Regions from separate parts of the Sus scrofa genome. Here region 1 is linked to region 2. A link is a contact called in public Hi-C data. All regions are on one chromosome and are shown on one strand. Each heading gives the region's core, a stretch centred on a gene start, on an enhancer-like site or on the middle of the called end of the contact. The rest is flanking DNA. Distances are from core to core; before and after follow the strand shown. Region 1 holds the start of C6H19orf84. Region 2 holds the start of CTU1 (cytoplasmic tRNA 2-thiolation protein 1).

What was found. A called contact is a pair of places that touch in the nucleus more often than the background predicts.
Region 1: a Hi-C map of liver shows a contact between it and region 2, with 3 times the contacts expected there. The contact joins the promoter of C6H19orf84 here to the promoter of CTU1 in region 2. A contact is called at or near these places in 3 of 47 Hi-C or Micro-C datasets (heart right ventricle, liver and skeletal muscle).

Annotation. Positions count from the first base shown.
Region 1 is chr6:58,474,669-58,477,368 of Sscrofa11.1, reverse strand. C6H19orf84 reads right to left here and starts at 1,431. Exons shown (of 4, transcript XM_013995077.2): 1 at 1-1,431. LOC100513863 (sialic acid-binding Ig-like lectin 10) reads right to left here. Exons shown (of 12, transcript XM_021094936.1): 12 at 2,397-2,700.
Region 2 is chr6:55,744,441-55,747,140 of Sscrofa11.1, reverse strand. It overlaps CTU1 (cytoplasmic tRNA 2-thiolation protein 1), which reads left to right and starts at 1,398. Exons shown (of 4, transcript XM_021094859.1): 1 at 1,398-1,571. It overlaps LOC110261034 (myeloid cell surface antigen CD33-like), which reads right to left and starts at 1,277. Exons shown (of 6, transcript XM_021094852.1): 1 at 192-1,277. The coding sequence starts at 216.

The sequences.
Region 1 (2,700 bases), core at 182-2,681, 2.7 Mb before region 2:
ACCCAGGCAAGCTGAATCTCCGTTTCTTCGCAACGTAAAACTCAATTCCAGCGTAATGACATTGATTCTGGTTTTGTCTTGTTACTGGTCCCCCAGTTTCTGCGATCTGCGTCTTCCCTCGTCATTTACCATGTATCTGGCCCTTTAAGGCCCTCCTATCCGAGCAAGGAGAGCAGGAGCGTCTAAAATTGACAGGCAAGTTCTGAAAAGTGACCAATCAATTCCCGCGTTGGCAGGGAACGAAGGTTCCGATTCGCTGAGGAACGCTGGCAGCAATAGGTCTGAGCTCCCTCCCGTCTTGTTACGTAGAAACAGCGCGAGAAGTCACCCTCAGCTCTGATTGGCGGGCGAGCTCGCGTTGCTTCCGCGTCTCCTCCCTCCTGCCGTCAAATCCGGGAGCTAGCACCTTCGCTCTTTGATTGGCTATGTTTCTGAGCGCCAGCCTTTCTCCTGCCCTCTGACTGGCTGTTCCCTCTCTGCCCCGCCTTGGGGCTGTAACCGACGATTTTGCCCGGGCTTTTAATGGTGTCTCGGGTTCGGGCTCGATCATTGCTGCCGAGTTCACGTCGGGGGAGTATTAGTCCAGGCATGGAGCTGCTGTGTAAAGCTTGGAGGAAGAAAGGGGCCCCAGGATGGGGGGAAAGTCCCACGCGGGTGTCCTTCACCTACTAGGGAGCCCCATTGCTCCATCCTAGGTTTAAGACCAGTCTTTTGCTTTCTCTGCCCCCTAACGATCTCGGACCGCCAAAGTCCTGAGATTCAGAGTTCCCTTGTGACACAGCGGGTTAAAGGACCCGGCGTTGTCCCTGCAGCGGCTTGGGTCGCTGCTGTGGCGCGGGTTCGATCCCTGGCCTGGGATCTTACACATGCTTCGGACGTGGCCCCCCAAAAAAAAAAAAAAAGATAGACATGTTTTGTAGTTATACCTCTTGGTGTTCATAGTCTCCGATTAACTGGCTATAGAGTGGCTGGCAATGCAGAAAGTTCAAGCCGGGTCTGCTGACCCCTAGCCAGTAGTTGTTGCTGTGTGCATCCACCGGTGCCTTTCCCCAAGAGGACTGGCCCACGAGAACCCTCCCTCCTTCCAAGTCTCAAGTCATTACTGCAGAAGTCAGGACTTTAACACGAATTTCAGTTATTGGCCCCTGGTCAAACCTGTTGCCCTAACAACACAGTCTTGCAATTTCCCAAGTCAAGGAAATTTCAAAGTGTTGTTCCCCTGGCAGGATTGAGGGTTAGTGGGAGAGAAACAGGCCCCTCCAGCATCCTCTTTCCTCTAAGTCAATTAAAAGGAATTCAGGAACTAAAGTGCTCATCCCTTTTAGGACCTGAGTTTGAGTTTCACTTTGCTTGTTGTTGTTTTGCTTTTTAGGGCGGCAGCCGAGGCATATGGAGGTTCCCAGGCTAGGGGTCAAATCAGAGCTACAGCTGCTGGCCTACACCACAGCCACAGCAATGTGGGATCCAAGCCATATCTACATCGAAGCTCCTGGCAACACCAGATCCCCAACCCGCTGAGTGAGGCCAAGGATCAAACCTGCATTCTCATGACTACTAGTTGGATTTGTTTCCACTGCACCACAATGGGAACTACCCCCCTTAAAGTTATTTTAACCCCCCCCCCCAACTTCCTTCATATGGAAGTTCCCAGACAGGGATGGAACTCGAGGCACAGCAGAGACCTGAGCCACAGGAATGACAACGCAGGATCCTTGACCTGCTAGCTCACCAGGGAATTCCTTTACTTTTTTTTCTTTGGAATTTCACTTCTGCTATTTTGTTGTGTGACGCTGTTCTTCTCTAAGTCCCATCTATAAAATGAGGCCGTTGTACAAACTACCTTGTATAAAATAAATATGCCTCAATGAGATACTCTCCAATACAGGAGATATGACCAATATTTTAGAGTAACTATAAATGGAGTATAACTTCCAAAAATCGTAAATCAGGAGTTCCCGTCGTGACTCAGTGGCTAACGAATCTGACTAGTAACCATGAGGTTGTGGGTTCGATCCCTGGCCTTGCTCAGTGGGTTGAGGATCCAGCGTGGCTGTGAGGTGTGGCGTAGGCCCGCAGCTACAGCTCCAATTGGACCCCTAGCCTGGGAACTTCCAGATTGTGCGGGTATAGCCCTAGAAAAGACCAAAGGAAAAAAAAAAAAAAAAAAAGTAAATCAGTATATTGTACACTTGAATTTTACATAATATCGTACATCGACTCTACTTCAACTTTTAAAAGTGTTTTTTTAAAAAATGAGGCAGTTGCATTGGGCGATCCTTTTCCATGAGCCTGTAATTCAGTTACTCTGCATATACTGGCTTCTGGGGGCCAAGTTCAAAGCTTTTTTTTTTTAATTTTTGGCCGCTCAAGGGTGATCCAGAAAAGAGTGGGTGTGGTTGTGCTCCAATAAAGATTTATGTTTATTTACGGACACGGAGATTTGAATTGCAAGTCATTTCCATGCATCACAAGACACTCTGCTTTTGACTGTCCCCACCCCCTTACTCATTGAACATGTAAAGAACAGGCTTGGCTCACAGGTGCCATGAAAATAGGCAGGGGGCCAGACCTGACCTGGGAGGTTGGCTTGGCGACCTCGCAAAGATGATGATTTCATCTCGAAAGGCCCTTCCGCCTTTGAGAAACCGAGACGGTGAGTAATCAGCCAGGTGGTCCGTGGGTTTGACGGAAGAAAAGCTT
Region 2 (2,700 bases), core at 149-2,648:
TTCTTGACCCGCTGAGACACAATGGGAACTTTTTTTTTTTTTTTGGCTATGCCCAATATATGTGGAAATTCCAAGGCTGAGGATGGAACTTGTGCCATATCTGACAATGCCAGATCCTTAACCCACTGAGGCACCAGGGATTTCCCAGGAAGTTTATATTAATTTTAGAGGTAAGAAATGTCAACACTTACCGTGAGGTGAGAGAGGAAATTTCATTCATTCACCAGTCGTCTACACTGTGCCTTCAGGTTTCTAGTAAAGATCCAGCCCTTGTCTCTGAGGAAAGTAACATCCGGTTGGAAGGCAGGTTACCTGGCAATCCAATGCCATAGCGAAAGTGCCTGTGATGAGGGCAGCAAAGGCCAGGGATGGGTGGAGTTCTAGCTCTTCTGGACTGGAAAGGGAGTTCTCAGAGAGGTACAGGCCAAGTAAGGGCTCTCAGGCAGTCACAAGGGATGTGAGTTCTGCAGATAATCTTGGGCTCGCAGGTGTTACGTTCTCACTTTACCACTGTGCTGGGAATCCTCCACCAGCTACCAAGTTCTGTGATCTGTTTGTGACCAACCCCACCTCTACCCCAGCAGGGATGGGGCCTCTGCCCAGGACGTGCTCTGGCTCCTGGGTTGGAAAGGGAGGAGGGGTGTGTGCTGTCCGCGGTGCTGATTCAGAGTTAAGCGCTGACTGCATCTCTGGCGGGGGGCAGGGCAGGGGGGGCTGATCACAAAGAACAGAGACCCTATGTCTGGATCCAAGAGGTTCAATATGACAGATGTGCTGGTTGGTGAGAGCTGCCTCTCGAGTCCCCGGTCTCTTGGCTCCTTTAGTTCAAGGGTCTGAGTTTCTGAAACTCTGAGTCTCTATGACACTGGGCGTGGGGACTGGTGGGTTTCAGGAATCTGAGTCTTTGGAACACTCTTCAGAAGACGGAGTGTCGACGGCTGACGCACGCGCAGAGGCCTCGGCTCTCAAACACACTGCTCCCTCTCCCCAGCCGACACGCTCAGGCGCACCATGAACCAGTCCTGCAGGGCACGCGTGCATCCAGGGCGAACCGCTCCTCTCAGAATCTCTGTACTGCGCATGTCCCATCTCCTCTTTTTACACACGCGACCAAACCTTCGGTTCCCACCGAAACCCCATCGCAGAGGGTAAAAACATTATGCTCTATAATCCCTATAAAAGCCTAGCTACAAAAATATATAATTTTAACACAGTCACTTCGCCTTTTAAGCGTCCAGCACGGTGAGAGAGCACTACCACAGCAAAATAACGCATGCGCTACGGCCTTTGCCCCCTGCGCAGGCGCAGAAAAGAAAGAGGGCGGTGCATGCGGCAGTGCATTTTGGGAGCGGTAGGCAGAGTGAAAAATGGGGCCACAAAGGTTGCTGGGAGTTGTAAGCCAAGAGGACCTGGTAACCATAAGTGCCTCAGGAGCCGTTGCATGGGATTCTGGGAGCCGTAGGCAAGGCAGCCTCCAAGGTCTTTTGGGAGTTGTAGTCTCCGGATCCACTTCCGTGCCGGAGTTCCGCGTGTCAGACGGTTTGGACGATCCACCCCCGAGTTCTCCTCAGGTGAGTATTCCCCCGCCTCGAGTTGGTCCGCCCGTGAGCGCCCGCTCTTTGTTGCGGTGTCGTCTGAGGGTTGAAGGTCTCTGTGGGAGTGATGACACTCGCCTCAGTTTTCCCAGCGCCTGTTATCCCAGAGGCCTTCTGGCCACCATCCCCCTTCGGACCCTGCGGCCTGGCCTGTCTCTGGCCCGCACCCTCCCTCCCCCCCTCAGGTTGAGTTTCGACCATTTCCCTGCCCCTGACTCTAGCTGGGTACGTCCGCATTGCCCCTACTCTGTCCTGATAGAATGATGTTACATCCCATGGGTCCTTCTGACAAGGCTGCAATCCGGAGGCATCCCTGAGGCCTGGGCCCCGTTTTCCGGGGGCATTTATCATTCCCTCATCCCTCAGAACTTTACTGAGCACCCATCCTGTGCCAAGTCCACCTCGAGGCAGGGGAGGTCAGTGGTGGAGGAAGCAGACCCTGTCCCTGCGTTTATTGGGCTTGTTGCAGGACTTACGCACAGGGAGACAGGACACCGAGACCTTTTTGCCAGGCAACAGCATATATTCGTGCCCGCACTGGCTTAGCAGGTTCATATCCAAAGGCTGAGCCTCCAACACAGTGGGGCGTGGTCTTACATATCCTCCGTTATTATGATTATTTTTTTCCCTGCTTTGGTCTCTTTGTCCCCCTTATAAGGTAACATACATTCTGTAATTTCTGAGTGGACAGTTATAGATCCATGGATTCAGGTTATGGCACCTTGTTACAGAATCGTGCATGTGCACACAGGTGCTGATGTCACATGTTGCCTTCCCTTTGTTCTCCGAGGGGACTGGGAGGGCCTTCCCCCCTCCCCCCTCCAGGCTCACAGTACAGTACACACCTGTCACCATGAAGGGTAGAGTCGAGATCCAGTGCAGATGGAGGCATACAAGGGGCTCTGCTAGCCCAGAGGGGGCTCCTGACCCAGCCTGGGGTTGATCAAGTCTTCAAAGGGAAGATGCTTAACAGGCACATCAAACCTGACCTGTCCAGATGGAGAATTCTGGTCAGCGTCATCCCCCACCCCTCCAGCCATGACTAAATGGTCCCATCATCCTCCCAGGTGCTCAGGCCAAAACCTCCAAGTCATCCCTCTTTCCT